Linked DNA regions of Mus musculus: all the other regions are linked to region 2. Evidence: chromatin contacts called from public Hi-C and HiChIP or PLAC-seq data. All regions are on one chromosome and are shown on one strand. Each heading gives the region's core, a stretch centred on a gene start, on an enhancer-like site or on the middle of the called end of the contact. The rest is flanking DNA. Distances are from core to core; before and after follow the strand shown.

Region 1 (3,192 bases), core at 501-3,000, 190 kb before region 2:
TGTATGCATGTATGTATGTATCTATGTATGTATGTATGTATGCATGTATCTATCCATCCATCCATGTATGTGTGCATGTATGCATATATGTATGTATGTATCTAAGTATGTATGTGCATATGTATGCATCTATGTATGTATGTATTGTTGTATTGTTATGTATATATGTATGTATGCATATATGCATATGTATTTATGTATGTATGCATGCACGCATGCATGTATGTATCTAAGTATGTATTCATCCATCCATCCATCCATCCATCCATCAATCCATCCATCTATCAGTTCTATTCCTTTAAAGAACTCTGACTAACACAGCAGAAAAGATAGCAGGGAATATCTACCACTCATTTAATTTGTTAATTTAATTGGTTAATTTGTATTTGTCTTGAAGTCTTTCATACAGACTGCAATTTTGTCTATTTTTACTTGTATGTACATTATCTAAAGCTTACTCCTTTATTGACTGAAAATATTCTTCTTATGCAGTCAGCATATTCTGCTTATAAATCCTTCTTTGGGTTTCATGGCTGGTTCCTTGTTCTGCTTTCCAGGTATACACTATACTGTCCACACTCCTTCCTCGTGCTCCGATTATTTTATGGGCAAATTATTGGTCTCCCCACAACACTGTAAGCCCCTCAAAAGATGAGACTGGGTCTTTTAATTTTGCAAGTTAAACACGAAAGCCTTCCTTAAAGCCACTCAAGCTTTACCCAAGGGTTGGAGAGGAAAAACAGATGAGGCAAAAGAGCTGCCATTGGGTCATACCTGGTTTATAGGAAGACAGTAATAAAGTCAAGAGAGACTGGGAATAGCATTGCTGAAGTACAGTCATACACTGCAGAACCACATTTCAAACAGCAGTGATGGTGCTCATGTACTCACTGAGCTGAGAGAATCCCCCATCCAGGGATGTAGTAACAGTCTGACTCACACTAGTGTCAGTTGTGATGCTCTGGTGAACAAACACACCACACTGCCAGTCACATAGAAGGTTAGCACACAACACTATGTGCACAACGTGGCACTTGGCGAAGACAATAACCATCTGTGCCAATGTCTACGGGTTTACTGTCCTTTGTATCACTGGTGAGCATTCCTACTCATTAAACACAAGGGTTTCACTGTAAATGGTTATGCCGGATAGTTTGATGTCAACCTGACGCAAAGTAAAGCCATTTGAGAGGAAGGAACCTCAACTGAGAAAATATAAGATTGAACTGTGGGCAAGCCTACAGAACATTTTCATAATTGGTGACTGATGGGCTCACCTAATGTGGCTGGTGCCATCCCTGGGCTGGTGGTCTTGAGTTCTATAAGAAAGCAGGCTGAGCAAGCCATGAGGAGCAAGCCAGTAAGCAGCGCCCCTCCATGGCCTCTGCCTTAGCTCCTGCTCCAGGTTCCTGCCGTGCTTGAGTTCCTATTCTGACTTCCTTTAGTGATGAACTATGATGTGGAAGTGTAAACCTTTCTTCCCCAGCTTGCTTCCTGGTCATGGAGTGTTTCATCATATCAATAGAAACACCGACTAAGACAATGGTTATCCCATGTTCTACAAACAGCAGCCTCACACGTCTCACGCCTACCTTGATTTCATCAAGGTTTCCTGTCAAGTCTTTGTCTTAGGCCAGCTGGGTTTTTGTGGGATGTTTGAAGAATGACAGAAAGAACTAACTCTGTGCTTCTTCTGAGTGTGCCCCACTGCTAAGGACTAAATCATCTATAGAAATGAAAGCAGAAGCATCCACAAGCATAGGAACAGAAGTGTAAAGTCTCAGAAGGGAATGAGGGATCCGTACTCCCCTCCAGCTCTCAAGTGCAGAGTCCAGCAAAGCACACACAAATGCGCAAATAGATGAGTTTCTCCCCAAAGCCTCTGGGCAAGGCAGTTCAGGTCTTTCCTTGGTGACCAAGGTGGCTAATTATCATAAAGGAGAACAGTATTGATAGAGACAATGCTCTTTGCCTAACATAGCATTGTTTCCTGCACGGTCTGGCTCAGTTCTTCTGTTGCTTACTGTTTAGTGTTACATCATTGAAACATCTCCCTAAACTCTAACTCTCGGCAGGAGATGCTGTTTGTGGAGAGAGTTGAGGCCAAGGAGGAAGTGGCCTAGATTCAATTACAGAACAATGTAGATGAGATTATCCGAGGTCAGGGAGCCTGGGACAGCTGCCTAGCTAGTGAAGGTAACTGTACTGTGTTGTGATCTTGAGTGGATTCCGACAGGGTTGAGACTGTCTTGTCGCTATGCTGTCTTCAGAAAGGTCAACCCTAAGATGAACTTCTGAGTTCATCCGTCTTTGGGAGGTCTTAGATCATGTCTGGCCTCTTGATTTTTTTTTTTCATGTTTGTAAATGTCTAGAATAGAGGATATTTGTCACCTTGACACAAAACATCCAGGCCCCTCTCAGGAATTCTCAGTAACTCCCTAGTTGCTCTCTGGAGTGAAGTGATATTCCAACAGGTGGAATTGGGTGTGGTATCTCAGAGATTGTGGAACCTCCTCCAGGAGTGTCAGAGTCCTTTAACACTCAAGTCTTGTCAGAACCCTGTCATCTCCCTCTTCCCCACCTCTCTTTCCTTGATCTCTCTCTGTGTATGTGTGTAGTGTATGTGTGTGTAGTGTGTGTATGTAGTATGTGTGTCTGTAGTATATATGTAGTACATGTATGTGTATAGTGTGTGAGTGTGTGTGTGCACGCAGTATGTGTGTATAGTGTATGTGTGTGTGTAGTGTGTATGTAGTATGTGTATGTGTATAGTGTGTGAGTGTGTGTGTGCCTGTATGTGTGTGTGTTATGTGTGATGCTGGCTCTGCATCTTGATGCTGTGTATTGTTAGGTTCCATATCATCTGATCTATAAATGATCGAGACCAGAGACCTTATGCCGTTAGTGACAGGAGTTTTTGCCTCAAACCGCACAAAGTTCAATGTCAGTGGTCTGTTTCCCATGGCTCTATTAGGATACCAGAGACTGGAAAATTTATGAAGGAAAGACATGCATCTTGGCTCATGATTCTGGAGGCTGAAAGGACCATTAATGCTTCCTGTCATGGCAGAAGGATGGAAGGACAAGTGACCACAGCACAAGAGAACAAAGGCAAAACACAGAAGGAGCCTTACTCTGTAACAACCAGCTCCTTTGTTCCAGAATGGTGAGAGCAAGAGTCTCTACTTTAA
Region 2 (3,315 bases), core at 319-2,818:
CCAGATATTGCAAATCTGAAATGTCCCAGAATTACAGCTGTCATGTTGGATTAGGGATGCTCATCCATGTTTTTATCAAAACCACCAAGGACTGGCTGACTTGATCTGCCTGCTGTCTTTGGATGATCTTTTGACTCAAGCCCAATTTCTCCCACTTACATTCATTGGCGTTCGGGAGATGAAGGGGCCTCCAAACACTGAGAACAGTTCAAAGGTAACTCCATTTAACCAGCTGCTGGTGAGGCCTTGGAAATACAAAAGGCCTCAAAGTGTTAAAGCTCAGGGCCACAGGCACACAAAATGACACAAAGGACAGTCCCAAAGAGAAGACAGGACAGCCAGGGACTCCTCACCTTGGGCTCATTTATCCTGTGCAGAGGTGAAGTGTGCTAGCAAGAAAACAAAATGCTTGCTTTGGCTAAGGGGGTCTTAAAGAAATATGACCCTTCGCTCCATTGGTTGTATCAACTTAAACAAAGAATTTATGGTCTGAGATTTTTCTTTAGGACACTGTGACTAATAATTTTAGGACCGTCAGCCTGTCAGCTCTCTAAAACATCTTTTTTTTTTTTTAAACCTGGGGAATTTGTCTTTGCCAAACTCAAAAAGGGAAATGTATGCACATTAGGATGAGGTTTTCACCTTTTGTTCTTAGAAATATGGAAAATGAGAGTAGATCAAAAGGCCTGGTAATACCCACTTCTCCTTTCAAAGCGTCACTCACTTGGAGGGTCTCACGTTTCCTCAGGGTGTGAAATGCCTTATATCCCCCCACCCCCTCTCTCTCCTTTCTCCACAATGACTACAAGTACAGGAAGGAGAATAAAGCCCTTCCCCACCACCCACAGGCCATCTCCCACCCCTGGCAGCTCTCCTGGCTCTGACCTCCCTGCTGCCCCTAAGGGCTTGGTGTCTGTCTAGCCAGACCCCGCTGGGTGCTTGAGAAGCCCAGAGCCTCCCCTCTGTGGTGGAGTCTTCCTCCACAGTGCCCCCCCCCCCCTCCACTGTCCTCCTGCGTCCTCCTCCAGCAGGGTCATGTGGCCCAGGCGCACCAGGGCCTTCCCAGCTTGCATCCCGAGACCCCCATTTCTATGCACCCTGGAAAGGGTGATTAATTTAAACTGAGTGGAGTCTGTTTCTTTAAGACAAGCTCATAAATCGTGAAAGATCACCACTTCTTTTCAAAAGCCTCTCTGCGGTCTGAGTCTCCCTTCTGGGTCACTAAAGTCATTGAAGCTTTAACGGCGTGCCATGGCAGATTACACGATACAGCCGTCCCAGCACCGTGAAAATTAAGTTATGCCCCGTGTCAGCAAGGGGCTTTGCCCCTTTCTTTTCCCTCCCCTCCCCCACAGGCTCCTTTCTGCTGCGTTCCTTCCCACCCCGCGCGCTCTCCCTCCACCGGCAGCCCTGCTCTCTCCCTCTCTCCCTTCCTCCCTCTTTCTCTTCTCTCACCCTCCTTCTTTCTCCCTCTCTTTCCTTCCTGAGCTGCCTTCTCGATGGTCCTGTCTGCCCTTTCGCAGTCCCGCTGGGAAGTGCACATCCCAGAAGAGGCAGAAGTTGGCCCACAGGCGGCTGTGCTTTGAGCTTCAGCTATTGAGATCTAGTAAATGGAGCTGATGGGCTTGGCTTTCAGAGCAGAGCCAGCAAAATGGTGCCTTTTGTTCTCACCCCCCCCCCCACACACACACACACATGCACACATGCACACATCCCAGCTTCCTTCTCTCCCTCTTCTACCTCCTCCTCTTCACCCTCCCTCCCAGATCTGACCTAAACCCTCCAAATCAACTCATTGGCCCAGAAGCAGGCAGTATCCTCCTGAGGTTGCAAAGGATGGCCACTAGCCACTCCCCCAGCTCCCCCTGTGTTCTATGCAAAGCCCAGGGTGTGCTTAGTGGAGACTTCACTCCTTCCCCAGGTCGGAAGCAGTGGACAAGCAAGAATACCCCTCAAAAGTACCTGTGCCTATGGAAGCGAGGGCTTGTGGGGAGAGGGAGTCCCCAACAAACCACTACCATGTCACCAGTACCCCAACATGCGTAGCAGGTAGCAACACACATACACAGTCTCTTAATAATTCCTGATGGTCCAATAGCACCCAGCAAACCATCAGAGAGAAAAACATGATTTAAATAGGCCTCTCTGCTTTTTCTTTTATGATTTATTTTTGCTATTTTAAATTATGTGTGTGTGTCTGTGTGTGTGTGGGGGGGGGGAGTGGATATGTGCACAGGTGTGAGTGTGGACGCATCAGGACAGTGTAAGTGCCAGCAGAGGTCAGAGGCATCACATTGCCCTGGTTATGTGTGGTTGAGAGCCACCTGATGTGGGTGCTGGAGACTGAACTCTGTGCTCTTGTGCTGAGCCACATCTCCAGCCCTCCAGATGTTCTCCAGATGTTCTTAGCAAAGAATCCTACAAGTCTATCTACTCTACGTCACTTCTTTGACTCTTCTTCTCACCACCCGAACCCCCTAATCATACCCTTCAACCAGTTTTTCCTGTAAAATTAGGTCTGGGAGTAAAATAAATCACTGCACAGAATAGATGCAACTTTCTGGCATGATGTAATAGTCAGAGCACAGCAAACAGAAAGGCTTTGCGGAACCTCACCTAACCAGAACGGGAGAGTGCGTGAGAGGAGGAGTCTCACCCACTAAAGCAATGAAGTCTTTGCCCACAGTCCTCCTCTGTCACTGGTTGTCCCACGAAGCTACCTACTCTGCTCTTCTGAGCTGTGCATGTATCCTGCATGACTACCACAGAGGAGCCCAGACTAGAGAGTGAACACCAGTGGCCTGGGGTAGAGAGGAGGGTCCTGCCACTCTGACTTTCTACTTACACCAAACTGCATGACCCACACCTAGCTCCAGACTGTGCCTTATGACTCTGTTGTCTATTTTTCTACCCATTTCTAGTTCATACCCCAGGACCAGGGAAGCCACATACAGCTGTCTCCTGACGTCCACAGTGGGTTGTTTCCATGATTTCCTGTAGAAGCCCCAGTGTTTTATATAAAGGGACAGAATGTGGGCACATAATCCTCTTATATCCTTCAGCTTGCAGGTTACTTATGTCTAATGTGATGTGTTTATGCACCTGTTTACACTGATTAGGGAATGAGAAGAAGAGGAGAAGGAGAAGAAGAGGAATAGGAGGAGGAGGAAGAGGAAGAAGAAGAAGAAGAAGAAGAAGAAGAAGAAGAAGAAGAAGAAGAAGAAGAAGAAGAAGAAGAGGAAGAAGAAGAAGAAGAGGAAGAAGAAGAAGAAGAAGAAGAAGAAGAAGAAGAAGAAGAAGAAGAAGAAGAAGAAG
Region 3 (3,267 bases), core at 745-3,244, 220 kb before region 2:
GTGTAGAAGTCCGAGGCTGAGATGGAAATCACAAAAGGAATGTTGGCCGGGCCTCTGCAGGCCCAACTTTTCAGGGCAGCTGTTCTCTTTATATCAGCCCAGGGCTAGAAAAATGTTGCCCTGGAAAACAGAAGGGCCCAGGGTCCTCAAAAGGCCTCTGGCAGGAGGAAATAGGGGCCCTGCCATGGCCTGAACTGAACTGTCAAACTTGTAAACTTCCGGTTGAATGAGTGCTCAAGGTCCCTTGGAAAGAGGAGCCATCAGGTGGCTGGAGGGCAAGTTGGCACAGTCACCTCTACACCATTTTGAAACGAGGCATTAGCAGTATCCTATCTGAGCAAACAGGAAGCCAATTATAAAATGCCCATTGTCCCTTCGGTTCTCTGCTGAAAGGGCTGTCAAAAGACCAAGTCCATGGAGCTCTTGCCAAGTCAAGAAACTCAGAGGGACACAGCTGCCAGTGCCACCTGTGTCCGAGTACAGTGAAGAGATTTCCTCTTCAGGGCAGGCACTCCATTAGGGAGTGATGGATCCTATGATGTCAAGAGCAGGCAAAGGTATTGAATGAGAAAGGCGGGTGGCGGTGAGCTGCCCAGCTCATGGTTTGCTGAAAGCATATGGCTCGCTCCTCTCTTTATCCCACAAGAACCAAGCATTGGTCTCCCCCCGCCCCCCACACTGGCCCATTGATTCTGGCTGGGAATCAAATCCAGTAAGAAACACCTGCCATCTCCTGCTGAATCACAAGCAAACGCTACACATGCCAACTGGCAGGGAGAGGAAGAGAGGCCTGGGAAGAAATGTCACTGCTGGTGTTACTAAGAAATGAGGCCCTACTGTGGGTCCCTCTCCTCTCCTCTCCTCTCCTCTCCTCTCCTCTCCTCTCCTCTCCTCTCCTCTCCTCTCCTCTCCTCTCCTCTCCTCTCCTCTCCTCTCCTCTCCTCTCCTCTCCTCTCTTCTCCTACATTCTTGTTTACTTCCACTGTCTGTCTGTCTGTCTCTCCCCCGCCCCCCACTAATACTCCCCTGAGCCTCTGAAGTCTGCATGTCTCTGGCTACTTCTCTGTTAGACACTGAATGAGAGAGGCAATCTTACTTTGGGCCACAGCTTCTGTGGATAAAATATGTGCAAGTGTGTATGAAGAGTAGAGATGTATGTGTGTGTGTGTGTGTTTGTCTCTGTGTGTGTTTATATGTGTGTCTGTATGAGTGTCTATGTGTGTGTTTGTATGTGTGTCTCAGTGTGTGTGTGTTTGTCTCTCTATGTGTCTCTCTGTGTGTTTCTATGTATGTCTGTGTGGTGTGTGTTTGTCTCTGTGTATGTTTGTATGTGTGTCTGTGTGTTTTTGTCTCTGTGTGTCTCTCTGTGTGTTTGTATGTATGTCTGTGTGCCTGTCTCTTTGTGTGTTTGTATGTGTGTCTGTGTGTGTGTTTGTATGTGTGTCTCAGTGTGTGTGTGTGTTTGTCTCTCTCCGTGTGTCTCTCTGTGTGTTTGTATGTATGTCTGTGTGTCTGTCTTTTTGTGTGTTTGTATGTGTGTGTGTGCGTGTGCGTGTGCGTGTGTGTGTGTGCATTGAGATTGTCCGGTAGTTATAAATGTTTACTGATCTCAGGAGCATTACTGCCTGAAGAGGGAGTTATAAGCAAGAAGAGAAGCAGGCAGTGCACCACTGTTCACATGTAACAGGATTCCTGCACCCTGTGTTTCTGTTACAACCTCATGGCCCTTGCCAGCCTGTGAATGGGCCTTGCTCAGCAGAGGAGGGAAGGATGCTTGTAGCAGCTGGAGGGGAGCGGGTGCATCCTGGGAATTAGTGCCTTCCTTGGTTTCATGATGGGGCACTCCAACAGTACCCTTGTCCCATCACATCACCCTTGGGCTGAAACAGTGAATCCCCGATCCTGCTTCTCCAGATGGACAGACACGGCATCTGTGCCCTCGCTCGTCTCGCTGCTGGCTGCTCGCTCTTGTGGCTCTGTGCCAGCCTTCCTTGCCCTCCTGGCCAGTAGGCCAGCCCTCGGGGCTACACTGGCTGGCCTGCTGCAGACAGAGGAGCTCTGTAAATGCAGTCCCCAGTGGGCAGCTGCATGTTTTTCTATAGAGAGAAGCTGTCATGAGGAGACCAGGAGGGCGAGGGGGTGGCACCTGAATATTTCCTTTCTCCCCACCTCCGTTTCCTTGAGCAAGGCTTCCACTGTGCCCATGATTCCCTTGTCCTGGTGAAGGCAGTTTGACAGCTCCATAAATTACACTGAGACACCACTGCTAATAGGCAGAGACTGTACCGGACCACCCAGGAGTAGCCTGGGCCCTCTAGGCCTGCACGTAGATACAGTAATGCAAATTGCTTAACCCTTTGTCACTCCTGGCAGCAAGCAGAACAAAGGGGCTTCGTAAAGTCCCCTTTCCCAACAGCCTGGGTCCAGGTCTCCATTCTCCTTATAGCCCAGACAACCCACACCTCCCTTCTTTCCTTGCCCTCCCCCCAAATGTCAGCAGAGACTTGTGCAGAGCTTGGGCACAGAAAGGTGATCTCTGGGGATGTAGGACTGTCATTGCCATAGGTAGAATGTGGGCTGGGCCCTTGATGAGGAAGAGGACCAGCAGGTATGCAGAGGAGCTGCCACAAATCTTGGTCTGTGGGAGAGGAGCCACCATGCAGCCCGTCTAAGCTTCTACAAGGCATCATGACTGACAGTTAAGGTCTCTGTTCTCATGAAGGAAGAGAAGGGGAGTCCTTGATGGAGAGAGGGAGAGAGGGAGAGAGGGAGAGAGGGAGAGAGGGAGAGAGGGAGAGAGGGAGAGAAGCCAAGCCTCCTTTCTTTGCCTGGTGGGAAACCTCAACTCAGGTTTCCTCCTTCATTAGTGACTGACTATCAGTTGAGGAATTAGCATCACTAGAGGTCAAGGATACCTGATACCCTGATACCCATGGTCCTTTATAGCCTGGTGGGAAGAAGCCTTGTGCCAGCTGAACCCATTACTGACCTGTCCCGTTAACTATACCTGCGCCCTTGACCACTTCCTGGCACAGCCCTGGCCTGTTGTCTATACCTGATCCTTTGTCCACTCTCTGAGCACACATACTTTCTACATCAGTCCAAGACTTTCTGACTTTGTGAACATCTATGTGTCTGCTCCTCTCCAGCCTCTCAGTGCTTGGTAAAGGAAGCCTTCCTAAATCTCTGTGTCTGGCATTGACACAAAACTGGACTGGGCACTTCCTGATGCCCTTTCTGGATTCTTTTTCCCTCCTAGCTCTTGAT

Evidence for each region. A called contact is a pair of places that touch in the nucleus more often than the background predicts. HiChIP or PLAC-seq counts read pairs in DNA pulled down with a chosen protein or histone mark.
Region 1: a contact with region 2 is called in a Hi-C map of the N1E-115 cell line, with 1.7 times the contacts expected there. The contact joins two enhancer-like sites. A contact is called at or near these places in 1 of 15 datasets of contacts at CTCF or cohesin (the NIH/3T3 cell line), 1 of 484 Hi-C or Micro-C datasets (the N1E-115 cell line), 4 of 115 datasets of contacts at active chromatin or transcription factors (craniofacial prominence, embryonic forebrain, embryonic midbrain and 1 more) and 1 of 9 other capture datasets (embryonic trunk).
Region 3: an H3K27ac HiChIP or PLAC-seq map of oligodendrocyte precursor cells shows a contact between it and region 2, with 4 times the contacts expected there. The contact joins two enhancer-like sites. A contact is called at or near these places in 4 of 115 datasets of contacts at active chromatin or transcription factors (embryonic basal ganglia, embryonic midbrain, oligodendrocyte precursor cells and 1 more).

Annotation. Positions count from the first base shown.
Region 1 is chr13:59,958,756-59,961,947 of GRCm38.p6, forward strand. No RefSeq gene overlaps it. Among named protein-coding and RNA genes, the nearest start is that of Gm35143, 30 kb to the right of the region's middle. Within about 2 kb of position 1,751, at least 2 of the 459 cell types and tissues checked have an H3K27ac peak or open chromatin away from gene starts, as enhancers often do. A contact at or near this core is called in the N1E-115 cell line, where this site is marked.
Region 2 is chr13:60,146,158-60,149,472 of GRCm38.p6, forward strand. No RefSeq gene overlaps it. Among named protein-coding and RNA genes, the nearest start is that of Gm46420, 21 kb to the left of the region's middle. RefSeq lists an enhancer at 1-3,042. Within about 2 kb of position 1,569, at least 73 of the 459 cell types and tissues checked have an H3K27ac peak or open chromatin away from gene starts, as enhancers often do. A contact at or near this core is called in the N1E-115 cell line and oligodendrocyte precursor cells, where this site is marked.
Region 3 is chr13:59,925,722-59,928,988 of GRCm38.p6, forward strand. No RefSeq gene overlaps it. Among named protein-coding and RNA genes, the nearest start is that of Gm19866, 11 kb to the left of the region's middle. Within about 2 kb of position 1,995, at least 50 of the 459 cell types and tissues checked have an H3K27ac peak or open chromatin away from gene starts, as enhancers often do. A contact at or near this core is called in oligodendrocyte precursor cells, where this site is marked.